3 separate regions of the Mus musculus genome follow, and all the other regions are linked to region 2. Evidence: chromatin contacts called from public Micro-C data. All regions are on one chromosome and are shown on one strand. Each heading gives the region's core, a stretch centred on a gene start, on an enhancer-like site or on the middle of the called end of the contact. The rest is flanking DNA. Distances are from core to core; before and after follow the strand shown.

Evidence for each region. Hi-C and Micro-C count contacts between places; a contact is called where the count stands out from the background.
Region 1: a Micro-C map of embryonic stem cells shows a contact between it and region 2, with 2.9 times the contacts expected there. The contact joins the promoter of Trpc1 here to the enhancer-like site in region 2. A contact is called at or near these places in 8 of 39 promoter capture datasets (the HPC-7 cell line, cranial neural crest, embryonic stem cells and 5 more), 2 of 484 Hi-C or Micro-C datasets (both in embryonic stem cells) and 1 of 9 other capture datasets (adipose tissue).
Region 3: a contact with region 2 is called in a Micro-C map of embryonic stem cells, with 4 times the contacts expected there. The contact joins the promoter of Atr here to the enhancer-like site in region 2. A contact is called at or near these places in 17 of 39 promoter capture datasets (the 3T3-L1 cell line, the C10 cell line, the HPC-7 cell line and 10 more), 38 of 484 Hi-C or Micro-C datasets (the C2C12 cell line, the G1E-ER4 cell line, the HL-1 cell line and 16 more), 13 of 115 datasets of contacts at active chromatin or transcription factors (cardiomyocytes, embryonic basal ganglia, embryonic forebrain and 8 more) and 2 of 9 other capture datasets (adipose tissue and embryonic stem cells).

What each region holds. Positions count from the first base shown.
Region 1 is chr9:95,749,034-95,752,105 of GRCm38.p6, forward strand. It overlaps Trpc1 (transient receptor potential cation channel, subfamily C, member 1), which reads right to left and starts at 1,315. Exons shown (of 13, transcript NM_011643.4): 1 at 635-1,315. The coding sequence starts at 806.
Region 2 is chr9:95,610,709-95,614,074 of GRCm38.p6, forward strand. No RefSeq gene overlaps it. Among named protein-coding and RNA genes, the nearest start is that of Gm25582, 12 kb to the right of the region's middle. Within about 2 kb of position 1,868, at least 14 of the 459 cell types and tissues checked have an H3K27ac peak or open chromatin away from gene starts, as enhancers often do. A contact at or near this core is called in embryonic stem cells, muscle stem cells and neural stem cells, where this site is marked.
Region 3 is chr9:95,856,311-95,859,532 of GRCm38.p6, forward strand. It overlaps Atr (ataxia telangiectasia and Rad3 related), which reads left to right and starts at 1,287. Exons shown (of 47, transcript NM_019864.1): 1 at 1,287-1,473. The coding sequence starts at 1,415. 1700065D16Rik (RIKEN cDNA 1700065D16 gene) reads right to left here and starts at 1,572. Exons shown (of 2, transcript NM_001271569.1): 1 at 1,197-1,572. The coding sequence starts at 1,446.

The DNA.
Region 1 (3,072 bases), core at 65-2,564, 140 kb after region 2:
TTTTACTACCTTTGCCTCCCTCCAACTCTCTGAAGCAATAAATCTTTCTCCCTAATAAAAAATACCGACATTTAAAAGGGGTTCCAGAAATTTGGGGAAAGTTTCGGCAACTAGGGCAGGATTTTTCGTATTATTTGTGTTAAAGATAATGGGATACTACTCAACTGTAACAGGCTAAGGCACTGCTGGCTGATGCTAAACAGAAGTAAAAGTCTTTTTTAAAAATAACAACAACAACAACAACAACAAACCTACAAGGTGACAGCCCATAAATCGGAGAAGTCTTAAGGGAAATTCGTAGAATTTTCGGATTAGGTCCAAAACTAGCCTCTGGCTCCCAAAGGAAGAAGTAACTTCAAACTAGAGTTTATTAGTGACAGAAGTGGGGCAACTTTGGGATCAAGGCTCCCTCCTCGCCATGGAAACGTCCCACCTGCGCGAGTCCACCGCCCCCGCCCTACCTGCCTGCTGCTCAAGCTCAATTAGGCAGAAGTCCTGCGGGCTGCACAGAGGTGGGAATAGCCGCTGCACACAAGGAAAAGCACGAGTGCCAGGAGTTAAGTTGAGGCAGGGGCCGGACCCGGGGAGTGGGTGCTAGGGTGTCCGGAGGTGGAGAAGGGGGCCTAGCTCTCACCCTTGTCGCACGCCAGCAAGAAAAGCTTCTCATTCAAGGTGTTCTCCTCCTTCACCTCTCGCACATCCTTCAGCGCCATCACTTCGTTGGGCGACGAGGAGGATGGGGAGGAAGGCAGGGAGGAGGAGGAGACGCCCGAGAGGTCCGTGCTCGGGTACAGGGCCGCCATCATCGCGGCCCACGACGGGGGCAGGCCAGGAGACGGAGGCGGGGCCCCCATGGGCGCCGACCCCGACCCCGACCCCGAGCTGGAAAACGGGTGAGTCGTTCCCACGGCCACATCGGCGTGCGGCCCGTTGGCCCCGAAGGGCGTCGCCTCGCCCCGAAACCAGCACTCGCCCTCCACGGACAGCCCCAGGTTGGTGGCCGCGCTGGCGCGGCCCCGGGGCCAGCGCCCTCTGCCCAGCCGCCGGCGCCCCGGTCGAGCTGGTCCGCGCCCGTCCGGGGACGACAGAGTGGAGCGCGCCAGGGCGGCAGCCGAGCGCGGGGCCGTGCCAGGAGCCGCAGGGGCCGCACAGGGAGCGGCCCGGCCTGGGAGGGAGTGAGGGGGCCGCCGGCCGGAGAGCTCGGCGGTGCGCTTCGCAGCACGTCTGGCTCCGGGGCTGTGGGAACCGCTGGCCCAGCAGCACCCACAGGAGGCAGAGGTTCGCGGCTTTCTCCTCACGTCATCCTCAGCCCCGCGGAGGCGACGACACCGGGGCGGGGCTTAAGGCGAAGCCGGGCTAGGGGCGGGGCTTGTAGGGGCGGGGCTCCAGGGCTGACGCGCCTCTCTGGTCGGTCGCCTAGCATCTTGGGCGCGTCTGCAGCATCTTTGAGCACCTGAGGGCATGGGAACCGCTTGGTGGCGGATTTCAGGTAATTTTATCCGCTGCCTGTTTGTGCTGCTGCTGCTACTGCAGCACAGAAAAGGGCCAAGGAGCTTCTGAAGGATTAACGTTTACTTGAAATCCTGTACGGAATTGTCCTAAAGCCTGGCCAAAGCAACCTGATTATGGAGTTTGTGTTTACAGTTCCCTCGTTCCTAAAGGCGTTTTAAAAACAATCTTTGTGATTTAATATGGTCTAACATTCCTGATATTTCCAAAGTCACTATAAAAGTATTCGCATGTAAGTCAAAGGCGACCTATAACCGTTGCATAAGCACAGTTTAGGAGTTACTCGCCATACAAGTCCTTTTAGTGGATTCGTTATATTTATCCTATCTAATTTTAAGAGATTCGCTATTTAGACAACAATTGTCTGACGTCCAGCAAATGCGACTTGAAAACTGCATCTTTTCAATAATTTTTAATTGCTTCCTGCAGTCAACACTAGGGGGAAAATCTGAACTCTACGTTTAAGATTTAGATTTTTAAAGCAATGGATAAATGTACTTAAATTTGAGGGGAATACTGCCTCTCCTATTCAGGCTACTTTGTCCCATTAGTTTCTCTTTCAACATTTAACTTACTAATTCTTAAAAATCAATGTTCTCTTTAGATATTCTCTAAAAGTCTTTGATGTCGAAGTCATCTTTTCAAACGTTTTCTGTATTTGATGTAAATGATAATCTCAAGTTGCTCCAGTTTTTGTTTCTAAATGATCTCCCCGTTGTCGTGTAATGTTTAATACACTTCCAAGTTTATGAGTTTGGTGAAATTTCCAAGAGGCTCAAGGTGAAGCCAGTGGGAGAGAGGAGCGCCCATACATTTGTATATGCACCTCCTTTGTTGCTCAGCAAAATGTTTAGCCAGTAGTAGAAATCTAATCCTGCGCTATCTGAAATTTCAGTATTTGAAGTTAACTCAAATGACTCACAGCCATACACAGATTCTTTATCCAAAGAACTATGGGACTGGATTACTTTCTAAGACTGGAGGGAATTCCAACCCTCTTTGGTAGTAATCTTAAGAGACCTTCCAAAGCACTAGAGAGCCTACTTCAGGCAAGCTGATAATTATAATGCAGGCTTTTGGATTGTCTCCGATACAGACAAACTGCTCAGCGGGCATAAATTGGGACATTCTAACAATACCTACATACTTAGCACATGTGATATGTAGATCAGTATTGGAGTTATGATGAACAATGGTATTCAAAAAACTCAAAAGTGGCATATTACTCTAAGCAACTCCATCAAGTCACAGGCAAACAAAACAGAAACCAAAAGAGGAATCACAACTCCAGCCAGAGAGGGGAAAGAAACTCAGATTTAGATCTAGTCCTACAAGTAGGATGCTACTGATATTTTTCATGTTCTCCTCCCTTTACTCCCGAGGAGCACATCTGTCTCTTTTTCATGGCGCCCACTCGATTGCTTTTCCTCAGAGAGCCCTGACCTCGCTACCCAGAAAACCTCCCCCTCTGCTCTCAGTCAGTCTGCAGCAAATCTCCCCCCACTCCAATGGTCTCTCGGTTTCTTCCCTGCTTCATTTCTTGTTGTTGCTTTATTGGCTGGC
Region 2 (3,366 bases), core at 618-3,117:
GGATAAGACTCAGAGTGCCTCCTGCCTGCAGTCAGAATTCATCCTTCTTATCCCCAGATGCCTGCTTCTTTGTTCTTGGTTAATTCCCCCTCAGCCCCTCCCTATTTCCCCCCACTGTGTGCTTATTACCTGGCTTTTCAGCCTAATAAACTTAGACCTTGACAGGAATCCTCCTTGGTCTCTCTCTTCTTTCCCGCCCATTTCTCTTGCAGGTTTGCAGTTCCCCTCGTACCCACAAATAACTGGGTCCTGTTGGACAGGACATGTCCACATTCATTGTAAAAGTCATAGCTTCCTCCTCCTCCTCTTCCTCCTCTTCTTTGTTTTTTAAAGCAATTTTGAAAAGAAACTTCGGCTTACAAGCTGTTATAGTGTCAAAAACCAGGTGCTAACACCAAGATGTTGCAAGGCAAAAACTTTACTTTTATGGCCAGGCCAGAGTTATAATCTCCTCAAGTATAGGAGAATGGAAGCAGCCCAGACCAGAAACAGAAAGACCTTTTTATGGCAAACAAGCAAGTTATTAAAAAAAGAAGAAGAAAAAACCCTAGAATTTTGCAGTGATTTTTATGATCATAGAAAAGGTATGTGTTATGAATTTATGGTCAGACATGTTATGGGTTTATAGTAAGACGGTCAACATACCATGAAACATTTTATGGACAGTCAAGTCTCAAAACAATGAGGACAATTTACAATGTGTAGTTCACTAGATTATTGAGGAAAACAAAACAACAACAACAACAACTCTTAGTTAAGGGCATGATCAAAATCTAACATTGTTGAACCAAAAAGAAAATTGGAGTCAGCTGCCCCTGAGCAAACTTACTGTCTAAGGTGACTGTCTATCACTGAAGGAAGCCATGGCAGGAACTCAATCAGAGACCACTGAAGAACTGCTTACTGGCTTGCCCAGCTGCCTTTCTCTTACAGCCTAGGCCCACCTGCCTAGAGAGGGTACCACCCAGCGTGAGCTGGTTCCCCTTCCATCAACCAGCAGTCAAGAAAATGCCCCACAGACATGGCCACATGCCCATCTTATGGCGGCAACCCCTCAACTGACATTTCCTCATCCCAGTTATGTCAAGTTGACAAGGGAGAGTGACAGTTCTACTCTTTCATATCCTAGCTGCTGATCATTACTGGGGACAGACTTATCTCCACAGATATGGGGGTAGTATCTCAGGTAAGGTATTTCCCTTGAACATCACATCCAATGGAAGATAATCCCACCCACTTGCATTTTTAATCTGAGTGGCGATTTGAAACGGAAGTCAAAGCCATTCATACAAGCAAACCCTCTGTTGGCTGATAGCCTTCTATTTCAGGCACCGCTTCAAGGCTTTTTGCTATGTAATATATGCAAAATGATGCATGCATACATTTATCAAGTACTTCTGCTAAATTTCCCTTTTATGGTGGAGATGACAAGAGATGCACACCAACAAACAGTAACATTTTGAAATCTAGATAAGCTTTCTGTTAGGTTTCAGAGAAGCTCTAGACAAAGGGCTAACTGAGATACCTATTAAGATATCAAAGCAGCGATGGCCAGCTCTTCAGCATCCCTCAGTACCAGTGGCTCCGCCCAGCACTTCTCACCCCACCCCCTGCCCTAAACCTCTCCATCCCCCGAGCTTCACTTCCCTTCCCCCAGCTGTTCTTCCCTATGTAACCTCAGCCATTTTGGTTCCTGATTCCACTCTTGGCCTCTTGGTTCTTTTGGTTCCCATGTGCTCTCTCCGTTCCCTCTCTCTTGTCTTCCTCTCTCTCCCCACCCCTTCTTCTCTCTGGGTGAGGTTCAGTCTGAGCCATTCCAGACCCTCTCTCCCCACCCCCTCTTCTCTCTGGGTGGGGTTCAGTCTGAAGCATTCCGGATGCGTCTGGCTCTGCTCACCTTCACCTCTTCAACAGGAACTTTCTCCTCTACCATACCCAGGAGTGGCCGCTTCTCATTTTCATTCCCTTGCTATTTATAATAAAAGCAGCAATGTTACAAAGCATTAAGATGATTGTAACTGATACCTGACACCGGTAAGATAACTTTTAGCAGAGCACTCAGAGAGAAGAACCATCTCTCTCCTGGTGTTCTCTTCTTTCAAGACCAGATTTTTCAATCCAGGTTTGGTAGTGCCAGCTTTTGGAATCCCAGCACTCTGGAGGCAGAGGCATGCTGATTTCTGATTTCAGGTCTAGCCTGGACTCCACAAGTTCCAGGCCAATCAAGGCTACTTAGTAACACCTTGCCTAAAACACAAAGCAAACAACCACAAAACAGAACACAGTGAGAAACAAAACTGGGCTTTTCAAGGTTCTTATCCCATTGATTTAAACTAAAGGAGAAAAAACTCTTGGGGTTGGAGAGACAGCTTGGTGGTTAAGAGAATTGGCTACTCTTCTAGAAAACCTGAGTTTGAGGCCCAGCTGAAGAGCTCTGGTAGCCCTAAGCTTGGCAAACAAACTCTTGCAGGTCTTGCCCTCTCCCACTGGACATATCTGTGCTTTGTTGAGGCTCATTAGGGCAAAGCTCGTTCCACCAGGACAAAAGAATAGGATGTAAGTTCTACTTCACGCCCTGGCTTCTACCTGGGTTCTAACCCGGAATGTTACTTACTCTTCTCTCTACCTTTTAAAAGTTAGTTCAGGCTGCACGAGGTGTTTGCATGCCTTTAATCCTGGCAAAGGTAGACTGATCTCTGTGTGTTCCAGGCCAGCCTGGTTTACACAGTGAATGGCAGGACAATCAGGGCTACATATTGACACTCATCTTTAAAAAAAAAAAAAAAAAAAGGAAAAGAAAAGAAAAAGGAGTTAATTTTGCTAGGCCTGTCATGTTATGGAGAATGGAGGATTAGCTCTCCTCTTAATGAGATAATGCATCTTTCTTTCCCAGAAGCCGCTCCCTTGAGGAAGCCACTCACACGCCTTCTGTCGGGCAGCACTGCAGAGCCTCAGCTCTGCCAGCTGCCTGCTTTTCTTATTGTAACTTTTCCTTTCTCTTTATTTCTTTGTTGTCTTTCTCTCTTTCCTTCCTTCCTCCCTCCCTCCCTCCCTCCCTCCCTCCCTCCCTCCCTCCCTCCCTTCCTTCCTTCCTTCCTTCCTTTCTTTTTTCACTAACCAAAGCCAGGGCATGCTTTCCCTGACGCTCTGGGTCTCCACACTTATTCTATGAAGCTCCATTCCCCCGCCCCAGGCCCCGCCCACTTATGCCACTTTACTGATTACCAATCTCCATCACAAAAGACACAGCTTCCGGATCACCTAGCCAAGTGTCCAGTTGTCTTAAGCAGGACGCTGTATTGCAACTACTGGCTTCTTTCTGCTTTTGTTTCTGATAGCTCCGTGGTATAGATTTTTACCTAGCAT
Region 3 (3,222 bases), core at 37-2,536, 250 kb after region 2:
TTGCTATTGTTTCAGACTGTGCCTCACCATGTAACCTAAGGCGGCTTAAGCTGGTTACCATGCTGCCTCCGCCTCTAAAGTGCTAGAATTATAGCCATGTAGTGCTGTGGCCAGCTTATTGTCACTCTGTGGAGAGCTATCAGTACCTCCCTACCACTTACCGACACTGGGTGATGGTGCTGTCCCTCAGTTGTGTTGGATCATATTCACAGATAGCCTAGGACATATGTGGACTGCCCATGGTGGCCCACCAACGGCACTGGGAGGAGAGGGGGTGGTATTGGAATGTAAAGTGAAAAACAAATAATTGTTTCAAAAATTGCTTTTTGGATTAGATTTGCCAGAGCTCTGCTGTTTGGGGTCCTGCACTTCAGAACTGCAGTGCTACTCAGTGATGAATTACATACTGGGTTGTTGTTGTTGTTGGTGGTGGTGGTAGTGGCTTTTGGTTTTGTTTTGTTTTTTGAGACAGGGTTCCCCTGTATCCCAGACTGCCCTTGAGCTCATTATAGAGCTAAGGATGGCTTTGAACTCTTGATCCTTCTGCCTCTATACCCAAAGTAAGGGGATTGTAGGCATGTGCAACTATGCCTTCTTTTTTAAAATCGTTTAACTGTAGTTTGTTTAGTACTCTAGGTCCTCTGTGCCCGAGCCTCACGAGCTAGGTTAGTGCTCTTCCACTGGACTGTGCCCTCAGCTCTGTCATTATTGTCATCTTTCTCAACATGATTTCAAAATAGCTAGCTTTTCTTGCTTTTTAGCAGATACACTATTTTTCATAGTTGCCTGTCCTATGTTAGGTTTCTATTGCTGTGATGGAACACAATGATGGAAAGTGACCTGGGAAGGAAAAGGTTTGCTTCAGCTTAAAGTTCCTCGTCACAGGGCATCACTGAAGGAAACGGGGCAAAGGGATGGGTGTTCAAAGTACAGCTTTGCAGTCAGAGCGCATCTGGCTGCCATTCCACCACTTTTTAATTTTATTTTTGGAGGTTGTATCAATAATTACCCTTGTGTCCTAAACAGCAAATGTAAGGATTACTGCATGGCCTTACCTAGTTAAATATGCCATTCGAACATAGTGAAATATCTAACTTTGTTGGGTCGTCAGGTCCCTCTCCGACCCAGATCCTAGCTTACGGCTTCCCTGAGCATCCAGGTTTGAGCAAAAAATACCCGTGGAGTAGGTCACGCACTCGCCTGGGAGGGAAAGTGGGCGGGCACGTCCGCTGTCGGCTCCGCCCCTGTCGCCTCTGGGATTTCCCCAGGGTTCCAACCGCAACCGAGAGCGGCTTCCGGGAGGAGAATTTTGGACCTCGCGGGGCTCCGTCGACGCTCCGCCCTCTCCACCGGAGGCGGCTGTGGAGAAGCCCGGCGCCGGCGGCGGCTGTTTTGAGAGCCGCTCGGTGTCACCATGGGCGACCACGGGCTGGAGCTGGCGTCCATGATCCCCGCCCTGCGGGAGTTGGCCAGGTAGGGCCGCGCGTCGTCGCCAGCTTCGAGTCGCCGGGTCTCCTCGGCCCGCGCCGCGGCCTGTGGCCGCCGTTCCCTCCCTCACAGTGGCAGTTGGCCGGAGCGCCGTGGCGACCCACGTGCCGGGGTGACCGTGGCAGCCGCGGCTCGGCTCGCGGGGAGCCAGTCCACGCGAGCTGCTTCCCGCTTGGCCTCGAGAAGGGTCTCTTCTGGCCATCTTACCACACTCGTTTGCTTCCCGAAAACTTCCCCCGGGTCCTGGTCCTTTGGTCGTTGTTGACGGAATCCATTGGCTGAGGTTTTGTTTGGGAATCACGGCCCCGCTTCTGAGGGAAGCGCGGCGGTTTCTCCTCCGAGAGAGGCCGAGCGTCGGCCAGCCCGCTACTCTAGTCGGAAGTCCCCGGGACTGGCCACGGGTCCACGGAGTCCAACGTGCACAGCGTCCCCCAAACTAAAACACGCGTTGGTGTTCATCTGCAGTTGCCTCTTTGAGGCTCGCCGCCTTCAATCCCAGAATTTGGGTGGCAGAGGTGCCCCTAGGCCAGCCAGGACTAAATAGTGAGACCTTGCCTCTGGAAAGACAAAGACAAGAGAAAAAAGGGGGTGGGGGGAAGCAAACCCCTTGTTTCTGTCAACCTCGAGAGTCAAAGGAGAACCGGGTTCCAATCAGAAATTAGCGCTTGCCACGCCCCTTCTGCGCTCTAGGTTTTCCTCTGTCAGGACACCGCAGCCATTGAGTTCTCAAGTCGGTTCTCTCAGGCTGGAAAGTTTGCACGTAGAGTTAGTGCTGACCTTAAGTCTGTGAGCTATCAGTTTCCTTTTAGTTTTGCACCGCAGCGATGTTCATTTCCTCCTGTTGGCCATACCAAAAACCGAAAACCTAAATTAGAGGATAAATGAAAAGACCACTTTTGTACTGTCTGAAGGGTTTTTTTGTTTGTATGTTTGTTTTTTTACTTTGCATGAATGTGGCAAATAGACTTTGTGGGAGCAAAAAAAAAAATCATTAAAAATTTGAATTTAGTAATTTCTGTCTAAAAGTATATGAGATAAAGTGATTTTGGAAAACTGATAATACAAATTTTGTCATCACTGAAATTCTGGAAGGCAGGGACCAACACCTGAGGTTGTTCCCTGTCCTTAACTCATGTACCGTGGCACAAGAACCTATATTCATATGTACATACATACATATATATCTCACATGCGCATACAGACTTTTTAAAATGATTAAAATTTTAAGTTTAACAGCTATTAATATATTAAAAACTTACATAATTCAACAATAAAAAAGTTTGATGAAAAAAATGAATAAGGAAATTGAGATTTTTCTCCAGAGAGAATATAAAATAGCTAATAAGTAAAGGAAAACACAGATGTTTGATATGATTAAAAGTAAGGGAGACAAATCCAAACCACACAAGGAAGTTGGTGAGATGACTTGGGAGGCCAAGACAAGAGGCTCACTGAGTTTGAGGACAGCTTGAGCTATCAAGGTATTAAAAGGGGCTCTATAGTGAGAACTTAACCCTCCTCAAAAACAAAACAAGGAGATTCCATTTCAGACCATTACAATAACTATTGATATGTAAAAGAAATGGTAAGGATATGGGGAAATTGGACCCTGTGGTACATTGTTAGTATAGAAGTAAAATAGTGTAACTTAACGGTTGTGAAGTGGAATGAAGGTGCTACTAAAGGAGGAGGGTAAATAGAGTAGTTACCTCATAACATGACAATTCTTTATAA